3 separate regions of the Zea mays genome follow, and regions 1 and 2 are each linked to region 3. The links are chromatin contacts, called in public Hi-C maps. All regions are on one chromosome and are shown on one strand. Each heading gives the region's core, a stretch centred on a gene start, on an enhancer-like site or on the middle of the called end of the contact. The rest is flanking DNA. Distances are from core to core; before and after follow the strand shown.

The links. A called contact is a pair of places that touch in the nucleus more often than the background predicts.
Region 1: a Hi-C map of leaf shows a contact between it and region 3, with 3 times the contacts expected there. The contact joins the promoter of LOC100283166 here to the promoter of LOC100304292 in region 3. A contact is called at or near these places in 6 of 25 Hi-C or Micro-C datasets (ear, leaf and an unstated tissue).
Region 2: a contact with region 3 is called in a Hi-C map of leaf, with 6 times the contacts expected there. The contact joins the enhancer-like site here to the promoter of LOC100304292 in region 3. A contact is called at or near these places in 11 of 25 Hi-C or Micro-C datasets (bundle sheath, ear, endosperm and 4 more).

What each region holds. Positions count from the first base shown.
Region 1 is chr9:140,142,423-140,146,586 of Zm-B73-REFERENCE-NAM-5.0, reverse strand. LOC100283166 (SNF1-related protein kinase regulatory subunit beta-1) reads right to left here and starts at 2,657. Exons shown (of 4, transcript NM_001156068.2): 1 at 2,311-2,657. The coding sequence starts at 2,544.
Region 2 is chr9:140,068,215-140,072,365 of Zm-B73-REFERENCE-NAM-5.0, reverse strand. No RefSeq gene overlaps it. Among protein-coding and RNA genes, the nearest start is that of LOC103639198, 41 kb to the right of the region's middle. Within about 2 kb of position 1,560, at least 9 of the 20 cell types and tissues checked have an H3K27ac peak or open chromatin away from gene starts, as enhancers often do. A contact at or near this core is called in endosperm, leaf and leaf mesophyll, where this site is marked.
Region 3 is chr9:139,932,047-139,936,319 of Zm-B73-REFERENCE-NAM-5.0, reverse strand. It overlaps LOC100304292 (glucose-6-phosphate 1-dehydrogenase), which reads left to right and starts at 1,639. Exons shown (of 12, transcript NM_001361277.1): 1 at 1,639-1,957; 2 at 3,168-3,381; 3 at 3,678-3,934; 4 at 4,007-4,101. The coding sequence starts at 1,886. It overlaps LOC100217305, which reads left to right. Exons shown (of 10, transcript NM_001143652.1): 9 at 321-566; 10 at 746-1,211. The coding sequence ends at 892.

The DNA.
Region 1 (4,164 bases), core at 1,408-3,907, 210 kb before region 3:
GCACTTGTTTTTCACAGTTCTGTGTCAACGCTGTAATTTTTGTGGTGCAGACTCCACATGACAAGAAGAGTAGGACCATATATAGAATGACCTGCAACACATTATGAAAAGGAAAAAATATATACTGTTCTATTCTGAAACCAATTACAAATGCAACTAGTTCTTTATAATTCTGGAAAAGAAAAAAAAATACTGCCCTATCCTAAAACCTAGTAACAACTAACAAATGCTACTAGGTCTATCATTATTAACTGCAACAGTTTTGGGAGCAATTAACAATAAATTACCAAGCATATTTATGTGAATGTTTTTTGTTTTCTCACAAGTCCTATGCTCATAATGCCACAAGCTGAATCACATCTGTGTGTAATTGATCTTTCCTGTTTTTAACTATCAATGCAGTCTTGTGCCATACACAAAAAAGGGATGCTTTAGAAATCTGAGTTGCAGATACATTATGCGAAGGAAAAGCATCCTATCGAGCCATTCTGAAGCCCAGTGCTTAATGTCATTCACTTTTCATCATAAGCAGTTTGAGACCATAGTTTAACAACTACAGTGAAAACTTCATGGATAAATTTGCTAGTTATCTTTGGATCCCTAATCAGTTAAACAACAAATAATTTATTTTCCATGTATTTATCTGCAAACCGTCTAGACATGAGAATGGAGATGTTGCCCTCGATGGGAACTGATGGCTAAGGAGTCTTTTCGATATTTAGGATCGATACTATAAAAGGATGGTGACATTGATCAAAATGTTAGGCATATAATTTCAGCCGGTTAGTTGAAATGGTGTAATGCTTCTGGTGTCCTATGTGACAAGAGGGTGCCACAAAAGCTTACAGGTAAGTTCTATAGGACGACGATTCGTCCGACGATGTTATATGATGCTGAATGTTGGCCGACAAAGAAGCGACATGTCCAGCAACTGAGTGTAGCAAAGATGCATATGTTGTGTTGGTTACTTGGTTTTATGGACACACAAGAAAGGATAGAGTCCAAAACAAAGATATTCGGGATAGGGTCAGTGTGACATCCATTGAGGAGAAATTTCAACATCGGTTGAGATGGTTTGGACATGTACAAAGGAGATCTCTTGAGGTGCTGGTGCATAGAGGGGTCTTAGAGTGGGTCGATAATGTAAAACGAGGTAGGGATTGACCTAAAATGACTTGAGACGAGGTGGTAAAAAGAGACCTTAAGGAGTGGAATATCTCCAGGAATTAGCTAAGGATAGGTGCACTTGGAGACTAGCAATCAACGTGCCTGAACCATGATCTTTGTCTCTTTTTCTATTTATCTTTGTCTCTTTTTCTATTTATCCTTAAATCTATTGTCTGTCTTTTATCATTTCGGTGTTTTTTTCTATCCTTCTTTTGGGTTTCATCTCTAGCCTACCCCAATTTGCTTGGGGCAAAAGGCTATGTTGTTTGTTTGGTTGTTGTTGTATTTATCTGCACACCGCCAGAGTGCACCGCCTGTGTTTCATGTGGTTTAGTCTTCAGAAGAAACAGTCATTTTAAAATCAGAAGGTTGCTGACTGTATATATGAAAAATGCCAATGACTGTATATATCGATGTTCATGTGACAACACAGTTTAAAGTATCATCAACACAGGTGTATATAAAATGTCAACATATGCCAGAGACCTGACTTCCTTCCCTGTTCCTGAGCAATAATTAATTGCTGGTGTGAATACATGAAAAGAAAGGCTTGCGGAGAGTAATCTAGTTGTAAATAACTAGTTGGAACATCAATCTCAACACTGATTTAGGCAATCAAGTGAAATTCAAGAAACATCACTCTGTTATTATGACCAATCAACAACTCGAGTACACTGGCAGCTCCCCGTTCAGCAGCGGGCTGTCTGACAGCTTAACTGCTTAAGTATCATCAAAGAAATATTCTGACAAAATCTACTGCTGATAAAGACCAAGGACCAGCCAAAGTTGGCTTTCGTGTTCTGATGGGTGCAAAAAAACGTTTCGCCGCACTGCAAGCGCAACTACTAGTTAAGCTACGAAGTGAGCAACCTGCACGAAATGGCACGGCAGCTAAATTGGTTCATTGAAAAGACGCTTTTCGGTTGGCATCAATCACAAGCGAATTCGGACGACACCAAACCTTGCTAGACACCTCCAGATCGCGAAAACTCGTCGCATAGGACCCTAACCAAACCAACCAAATCACGGGCATCTCCAGATCACCCGGCCACCTCCCGAGCAAACAAGCATAGGAAACCAAAGCCTGGATTAACCAAACGAGCAAACAAACCAACATAGCGGGGCGGGATCTCGTGATCTGACCTGGGGCACGAACATCCGCGGCGAGAGCGAGTGACCGGGGCTCCCGGGTGGCGATCCGGCGGCGGCGCCGCCCCCTACGACGCCCACTGAGCACGCGCGCCGCACGTGGTTGGCTCCTCCGCTACCGTACGATGGGAAGTCGCGCTCCGACGAGTCCCCTCCGCCGTCCTCCACGTCGGCGCCGTCGCCGTCAACAGCCGCGGCGTCCTCGTCGCGGCCGCTGGCGTTTCCCATACCTCCTCTCACCCCCAGCCGCCGTGGCGGAGAAGAGGCGCGAAATTACGAAGATGCCACCAGGGCGGGCCTGGTGCCGTGCCGCTAGGAAAAAGGGGGCGGGGGAGAAGAAGAGAGGGACGGGGCTGCGGGGCTCGTAAAATATAAGCGCGTGCCACACTGCCCTTGCCCGGAGCCGGAAGCGTGGCGTCACACGTGCACGGTGCACCCGGTGCTCGATGCTCGTGGTCTGACCGCCACTTCCCCGTGGGACCTATGCTGTTTGGTTGGTATGTGGTGCCCAAGGCGTCTTTGGGAGGGCAAAGCGCGCGCATACAGTACAGTACTGGTAACGTGGACTGGGGCCGGGTCACGGCTCGTACGTTGGAGGGGAAGGGAATCTGGGCTGGGTCGGGTCGGGTCGGGTGCACTGGTGCAAGCTTCTGGGACCCGACACCCGGCATCATTAGTAAAGATAGCAACGGGAATTCTCGTCCATGAATAGCTCGTTATCCTCGTTCTTGTAAAAAAAAATCCTAGTGAAGATTTTTACGAACGCTTATAAAAGATATTTCTTTCACATCTTCGTTTCTCGGATAAATCCTTGACGAGGATCTCCATTCCACTTAAATTATAATTAAGACATATATCATTTGTTATTAATGTAAAAATTGATACTTATACACATCATCAGATATAGATGAGCAAACGGGCCGCCCGGCACGGCACAGCCTGGGTCCGGCCTAGGCACAGCCCAATTAGGCACGGCACAACTAGGCCCACGGCCTGCCGGGCTGGGCTTGCACAGTCATGCGTGTCTTACAAGAGGCCCAAGCACGGCCCTTCGGTCCGTTTTTCGGGCCGGGCCAGCCCAAAAAGCCCTAGCCCAAAACAGTGTCGGGCCGGCCCGAAGCCCAATAACAGAAAAAATACAATTTACACAAAAATATACACAAATATTGAGCTGTTAGTGCAATGCCGCCTCATTAAAAACCTTTCTAGGTAAAACTCACACCTCGTGAGAAACCCTAGAAAGGAAAAAAGAGTACGGTCAGCTCAGTTTATAATTCAAATGTTCAAAGTTATAACAATTTACAAGCCAAAGTGTCAGGACAGATCAGAAATCAGAAACACTTTACATCCAGCCAAAGTCTCAACTCTCAACCCACAAGATCAAGCCAAAGTGTCAGTAGCACCAGCACCTTCATCCAGCCAGAGGTCCTTGAAGGACTCCTCTAATTCATTGTCCACCACAGCATGTTGTGCCCGCTGTTGGCTTAGCTCCCAATCTTTGATGCACACCAACATCTCCACTATCTCTGAGTTCATGCGTCGTCGTCGATCCTCAAGAATCCTGCCAGACAAACTGAAAGTAGACTCCGAAGAAGTAGTTGAGGCAGGAACAGACATAATGTCTCTAGCCATAATTGAAAGAATTGGATAGGTTAGTTTATGCTCATGCCACCAATTTAAGATAACAAAATCATCCTCATAGGCAGCCACATTGTCACTGTCAAGGTAAACAGTTAGCTCACAAAGACCCACCCCAGGTCCACTACTACCTGAAGAACCTGATGCAGTTAAGGATCTAGAAGCACCTGTTCCTCCAGAAATTTTACCCCATGTCTGTTTTCTCTTACC
Region 2 (4,151 bases), core at 311-2,810, 140 kb before region 3:
CGAGGACTTCTTCATCAGAAAGGGGGTGACCCAAAGAAGCCATGGTGTCAGCATACCCCTTCATCTTCTGGAAGTACGCAGCGGCTGTGAGATCTGCCTTCTTGGCGTTGGAAAGCTGATAGCGAACCTGCATGATCTGGGCACGATTTTGGGAGGAGAACATAGCGTGCAACGCAGACCAGGCAGCAACAGCACTGGTGTGCTGGGTCATTTGGCCTAGCATTTCTTCAGACATGGATGCAAGGAGTGCAGAAAGAATGAGTTGATCAAAGGCGAAACAACGAAGGTAATCTGGGTTGGGAACCTGAAGAGCATCGGCTCCAGTTCCGGTGGTGATGACCGGAGTCGGTGGTGGAAGCGAGCTATCAACATGGCCGAACAACTGATGAGCACGAAGGATCGGCGTGACTTGAGCTTTCCACAGGAAAAAATTGGTGCGGGAGAGACGGATGGTGATGGCGGTGCTGAGGGAAGGAGCAGAGGTAACGCCTGAGAAGCTGCTGTGTGTAGTGGTTGTTGACATGGCGAGGGAGGATGGAAGGAAGAATGGATCTTGGCTCTGCGATACCAAGTTAAAAGATTAGATTGGGCTGCTCACCTCATTCTGGTGGCATGACTTGATTACTTATAGGTACGATTTACAGGATAAGCTCAGCATAATTTCAGGGATAAGCCCCCTAATAGACTATGCGTTTACATGCTAATCTAAACTGATATAGCTATAAACTAGGATGTTGTTACATATCTTGATACACTCTAACAATAATCAATCATTAGGCCAATATCCTAATTCCTAAATCGGCCCAGCCCTTTGGGGAACAGTATACTGAGTACGTGTAGTATACGTGGCAATTTTAATTTGCTACCATTCACGTCATCAGTCCTCTCGACTGCATATGATATATGTACTAAAATAATCAATGATGACACGACACACGAGTACATAGGCCATCTATTTCACTGGTAGGAGTATATGAATTCCTTAATCAGTCCTCTCACTGCACTCATAATAATAGACTTTAGCTAGCTAGGGCAAACACCAAGTACAAGCTATATATATAGAGAGTCATCTATATTGAAATGACTCCGTACGTACGTAAATGAGAATTTAGAGAGTGTGTTTAAGAAAGACTTTTCAAGGCACACACAGTAAGAAAAATCACTAACCCAACTTATTGCATCTTATAAAAAAAAAGTTTAGCCCATGCAAACGGTCCCTAAGTCAAAATAGACAATGCTTAGAAGTAAATAAGAAATGGCTTTCTGGTCCAAGATTGCGTCTCCATTTGCCACATATTTGTAGTTAAATAGGCACCAGCTGCAAGGTAGTTTCTGCTGGTTGTCCCGTCTCCCTGCTCACGTGAATGCGAGGTCTGAAATTAACGTTCGCTCAAAGACGATTATTGTCTCCTGCTTGATTTGAGCGTCGACTCCGATCCGTGTGGCATCCAGTTCATACTTGGTTCACGCGGCGCCTAGCTGATATGATATGTACTGGTCGTGGGCGGAACGAAAAATTCAGCAGAATTCTACCGTGCCAATTGCAACAAATAATAATCCAGTAAAAGCCGATGCCAGCACGGCAGCTACATATTGGACACGGACGGTCGCAGCGGGTGGCGTGTTGGCACTTGGCAGCGCAGATATAGCCAAGCAAGAGTGACGCCACCGTCCTCCGTCATGCCGATAAGGTAATCAACAACATCCGCGCGCGGACGATCGATCGTGAGCAAACGTGCGTTGTCCCGATCTCTATTCATATACTGAAATTGTCTTTCCTACGGCCACACCCCACTCATATATAATCTAAGTCTCTTTGCGGTGGCGGTGGTTCCCAGGCCGGCGGTGGCGGCCCCCGATCCAGAAGGCGAGCGGCGGCAGCGCCTTTGTGCGGTGGCGGCGGTTCCCAGGCCGGCGGTGGCGGCCCCCGATCCAGAGGGCGAGCGGCGGCAGCGCCCTTGTGCGGTGGCGGCGGTTCCCAGGCCGGTGGCCGCAACTCCATTACCTCGACGCGCGGTGGCGGAGGTTCCTCGATCCACAGCGGGCCCTTATGCGGGCAAGCGGCAGCGTCCCCGAAGCTCCGAGGAGGCGGCACTTCCATGGCCGGCGAGCAAGCGACGCCCGTCGACGTGCGAGTAGCGACGGCGACGCATGAGGCGCGATGTTCGAGCGAGCGACGTCACGGAAGGCGCGAGATGCGCGCAGCGATGATCACGCGTGACATCCTCCGATCCGGCGCAGTTTTCTTTTTTGATTATTGTGTTTTATGCCTACCACATGTACTATTTACGCTAAAAACTGTAAGATTTTATGCTTGAACACGGAGTTCGTATATCAGTTTACTGCATGCACATTGGAAAGACAATTCCTTAATTTATGTTGTTCGTAATTTGCACGCATGCAATGGAAACTCCCACGATTTTGCCATAATTTTTGGATCTGTATAAAAATAGAAACCGCATGCATGCGGCTGCCATAAATTTAGGATCTGTCATAAAAATAGGATCGTAATAGCAACCTACTATAGCTATCAACCTCTCATTGACTCGGTATTTACGCTTATAATTGAGGGATCTTATGCTCAAAACTTAAGGTTTTTACGCTTCACCCGGATATGCGTCCACCAGTGAACAACATGCCAGTTTTTTTACGCACAGTAAGGAATTGCATAAGTACCTACACCGTGTCGTATAATTTGTTTCAATATACATCATAAATTAGTTCTAATGCGTTTAGCTACATGACTGTTGGAGGGATCCTATATTTATGAAGAAAATAAAACATTAAATGCGATTTTTTGTTTCTATGCATGCAATTCATTTCCTTTTATTGCATATTCTTTCCATCATAAATTCGTGTGCATACAGCTGGTAACAGATTTTTACGCAGTATACCCAATTGCATAATTATCTACACAGTGTAGCATATTTAGTATCACTATATATCATAAAATATTAATTACGAGTCTAACTGCATTGCTGTTGCAGCGATCCTAAATTTATGGAGGAAATAAAGCATTTAAAATAGAAACTGTCACACATATTTTCCTAAATTTACGCGTATGCAAGGGAACGTGTTTGACTCATGCATGCATTTTGCCATAATTTTTGGATCTGTATAACCGCATGCATGCGGCTGCCATGTTTTTCGAATCTACCATAAAAATAGGATCGTAATAACAACATACTAGAGCTATCAACATCTCACATTGGCTCGATATATACGCTTATAATTGAGGGATTTTATGCTCAAAACTTAAGGTTATTACGCTCCAACCCGGAGGTGTGTCACACCCGGTTTTAAAAGGCAAACCGAATGCGAACCATGTACGTGCCAGGATCAGTTATTCACGTACACAGCAGTTACATAACATGGACATCATCACACAATGCTCTAAATAGGATTAAAAGGGAATAATAGTTGATTACATCATACGTCTGAGACGTCCATATAGTTCTTACAATAAATCAAAGTGCGGAAAAGAAATGTAGATAAACGCGGCCTTCACAGGCAGCCGACTGGGGGTTGCCGCTAACTCACACCTAGAACTCGTCGTAGTCTTGGAACTCCTGGAAGTCTCCTTCCACAGCTTCATCTTCGCCTGAGCAGTGGTTGCAATGCTGACAACATGGGGGGGTTTGGTGTGTAGAGCAAGGGTGAGTACACATCAACATACTCAGCAAGCATCCTGTTTGGCTGTAGTGGACTAGCTTTATGTGGGGATAAGTCAAGCAGTTGCTTTTAGTTGGTCAGATTATTATTTACTAGTAGAAAGCCAAGTTTTAGCATTACCCAAGTTATTAACCCGATGTACCCTTTCCAGACGGAAAGAATACCACTTACCAGCACCATAGTCATAACCAAAACTATCAATCTCATAACCACCTGTACCAAAGTATCTCTGATCAAGTACCACTAATCACTGGAGCTCCCTTGGCCGCTCATAACCGTGAGCACGGCTGATATATCAGTTTTCAAACACTCTGCAGAGGTTGTGCACTTTACCCATAAGCCGTGATTCCCTCTTGCCTCGGGCCGATCAAACCCTTAAACACTACCAAGGTGAATAGGCAGGGTTTCACTACGTAGCCTTTACAAAGATTCCTCGGGGCTGTAGCCGCCCGTTAGGTTTCCTAAATGTACCGCACTCC
Region 3 (4,273 bases), core at 390-2,889:
TGGTATTATTCAATATCATTACAGATGTCAGGACTGTAATTTACAAGGTATCCCCCAATGTACCAATGACATGATGACATGAATCTTAAGGTCCTGCATGCTGTTGTCACATCCAATGGCTTTTACCAGTTTGTAACTGTAATATATTTTCCTTGACAAGAGTGCTGTGTAGATGCCCAAAACAACTTACATTTATAGCCTATTGCAGGAGTATTTTCCTTAGTAGGGCGTGAATTTTTATTTTATTTTATAATCCGTACCATTCAATGGATGTTTCTGCTTCAAGATGAACTATTCCTTACACTTTTGTAAAATTGCAGCTCCTTGTGAATCAGCTTGAGCCTCTAACTGAGCAGCAATTGATGGGGCTGTCCAATCTGCAGCAATCTTCTCAGCAGGCTGAGGATGCATTGTCACAAGGAATGGAAGCATTGCAGCAGTCCTTGGCAGAAACGCTGGCTGGGTCCCTTGGTCCATCAGGATCTTCTGGAAACGTGGCAAACTATATGGGTCAAATGGCTATGGCCATGGGAAAACTTGGCACACTCGAGAATTTCCTTCGCCAGGTAAACTTTTCAGATACCTCCAACCCTGGCAAACATTTAGTTTTGTTGTTTCTGTTGTTGACTGTCATAGGGAGATCATGTCATTTGATTCGATACATTTTCTCTACTTTTAAGAAATATATGTATGTAGCTCTTGGTGTTCCTAGCTCTGAAGACTTTTGGTGTTCTATTATCGTTAGGCTGACAATCTACGACAGCAGACCTTACATCAGATGCAACGTATCCTGACAATCCGACAAGCTGCTCGTGCGCTTCTTGCAATCCATGACTACTTTTCACGTTTGCGCGCACTGAGTTCTCTTTGGCTTGCTAGGCCACGAGAGTAACATCACCCCCGTTGGGGTCACTCGATGAACTGATCTGTGAATGTGGGACTGCTGGCTGCAAACTCGCAAAGCATTTGCAGATGACTGGAGGATCAGTCCTCTCTGTACAAGTTGTATTAACATCTTCTGGTCTCATATTGTGCTCCAGTGTTGTACAATTTAGGGAAAAGCTTGGATTAACTTGTAAGTTATCATGAATTTGTTATTGGCATATTGTACAATTGTATTAGCAATAAAAATAGAAGTACATAAGTGCTGGAAGCCTGGAAGGATATCCAGAATCTATATTGGTTGGAAACGAGCAGCAGAAGATTGTTATAGATTGTTATGTTGCTTTGAATATTCGGTTGTAAGTGCCTTTTTTGGGGTATATAGAACAAAGAAAGATTCAGGAGAGATGTAGGGATTCACCAGAGGCTATCGGGGATTGTGCTTCTAGGAGCTCCCTGGACTATCTCTAGCAAGTCTCATATTAAGCTCTACTCTGTAAACAGTGATACATTGAATTGAACGTGCTACGGTTATGATGGTAACATTTGCTATGCATTTTTTAGGATGAATTCTGTGACATTAAAATTTAGTACACATTTTGACTGAGGATTCTGTAAACATTTCTTTCACAAGTTATCTAGGCAAAATTCGAACTTTTTCTAACGCATCGAAGAAGTGCATATGCTTTCGATTCCTGGGGAATTCCGGTATTTTCCATCAAATTCTGGTAAAGCATCCTGGGCTCCTGGCGGTTAGCCAAGAATTCCATCAATTGCTCTATACACGACGTCGTCGACGTGTAATGTAAAGCTACAGCGGTTCAACTTCGACGGCGGCCCCAGCCTCGCTACACTGTCGCTATCCATTTTCCCCGTCACGAGCTGCCATGAGCAATTAAGTCTTCTTCACTTCCTGGTTCCCAGTATTGGTCGAGGCGATCTGACGGAGGGAGCAGCCAAGTCAGCAAGTACCGCAGCACCAAGCAGTCGAACAGCGCCGAAGATGCCAGGGCTCGCCGCGTCGGCGTCCGCAGCTCCGGCGCCGTTCTCGTTGGCGACCTCGCGCTTAACCCCGGTGAGTACTCGCCACGAGCGGCTGTGGTGCTGTATCCCTGGTCGGTGCTAGGATGCAGAAGTGCTGGTTTTCTTTCCTTCCGGCGCTGCGCGCTTAGCTTGCTCGATGAAATGCATCAACCAATTCGCATGCCGCTGGTGCGGTAGCGTTCTGGAGCAATACGTGCCCGTTGCAGATTCACGGAGTGGGATGGCGAGGCTTTGCTTTGCCAGTGCCAGCTTGTGATCCTAGTGAACCTTTCTGCCCTTCTTGGCTCTGCAACGCAAGTTTATAGCATCATCCATGATCGCGTTTTCGCCACGGGTTCCATATGATGCTGTTTTATTTCCTTCCCTCCCCGGTGCCGGAGGTGGTGTGTGTGTGTGTTGGGGGGCCGCATTAGGGCAGCTCGCCCACTCAACGAGCTGAAGGAGTCTTGGCTCGAAGTATGGCTTACGAGCTGCACCCTAATAAATAAAATTGCATTATATAATGACTTAATAGTATATAAATATGAAAATTATAATTATCATTTAACACTATAAGTAATCTAAATTATAAATTGTCTTATATTCATCGTCAAAGGCTAAGGAATGAGTCAGATAGCTATAAAATTATCTAATATCTATCATTATTATATTGGTTGATTAATTTTGTATAGCCAGCAAGCCGGCTCGCAAGCCGGAACGACGGGCTCGGCTCTTGGCTCGACTCGTTGGACCAACGAGCTTGAAAACCTGGCCTGGCTCGGCTCGCAAGTCGCTCTAAGCCGAGCTCGAGCCGGCTCGCGAACCTCAAGCTTTTTTTCAGCCCTAGGCCACATTGAATTGAACGTGTGACGTATCAACATGCTCCTGTTTGGATATTCGAGAAATGTGGTACACATAAAAAGGTGTGCTGGTTTGATATGAACCGCACACGCTTGGTTGATGGAATTGTTGTTGCATCAATAGTCAATCCATTACACAGGGGCAGATTGTTTGTTGGTTTGAATGCTATGTTTGTTTACGTTGTGCAGTACATGAATAAAAAACTTGTCTCCCTTTCCCCACCATTGGCCAATTGAAGTCTTGCAAAAATTGCTTTGCATTCGGTGGCTGACAGACAAATTTATCACATCCGATTTATTAGGCATTGATGACGGGATGGAGTTTCTTAGCTTACATTATTTGGTAGTTACACATTGCTATATTCATCTATTGATCTTTCTACTTGATGCTTCTTTACATAGGTTGCAAGACCTGCTCCAAGTTTCAGAACGCAAGCTTGTGGATTGAGGTGCTGGATTGCTGCAAAGCTGAAACTCCGCAAGGCATTGAAAAGGCATCACGGATGGCAACTTCAAAGAAATCTAGATGCTCGAGGGAATGATAACGTTCCAGATTGCTTGGAGGCTGCATCTCTGACTGAAAAGAGAAGTCATTGGAACATGCATCTTGCTTATGGTTGTCACTCTATTGGGAAATCCGTTGTCTTGAGTCCGTTACTTTGCATGTGCAGATGTGCTTATCACAGTTGTCATTATTGTCTTAATGCCTTATGATTTCGTCAGTGCTGCTGACACTGGATTGCTTCATACTTTTGATAGTTACATTCAATTTGCATTAGCATTATAAGCAAAAAAATGCTCAAGAGAAACTTTCTTCGTCATATTATCTTACAACTACTTTTTACTGCAAACTTCTTGGCAATTTTTGTCTTTATGCTTTCATGTTGCCCTGACTGTTTCCCCTTTATGCAGATTCTGGAGGTGAAATGGCCAACACAAGCTCTGATACTTTGGATAGTTCAACTGTTCAGGAAAAACCAGTGGTTCCGGGACACATCATCTCTGAAATCAGTTCTCATGTTCAAAAGGAAGAGTCTGCTGTGTCCAAAAGACGCTCTAACAATGAACCATCTCTTTGCATTGCTGTAATTGGAGCTACTGGTGAGCTGGCAAGAACTAAAGTTTTTCCAGCATTATTTGCTCTGTATTACAGTGGTTTTCTTCCTCGGGTATGAACATAGAATAACTTCTGCTACTGTCATTTTCATGTCACACCTTTCATTTTCATTTTTATGCTGCAGAATGTTGGTATATTTGGGTATTCTAGGAAGAAATTGACAGATGAGGGCTTAAGATCTATAATTGAAGCCAATTTGACCTGCCGGGTGGATCACCAGTATGTTATTTGGCAACTTTCCATATGATAATTATTGTGATGGCAGTTGCATTGACAAAATAAAAAAATAGCACCACATTTAGTATCTATACTATTTCCTTTATAGCTTTGAGATTAATATAAATAATTATTATAGCCAACCCATTCTTATGATGCCTTTAATAAGCTGCAC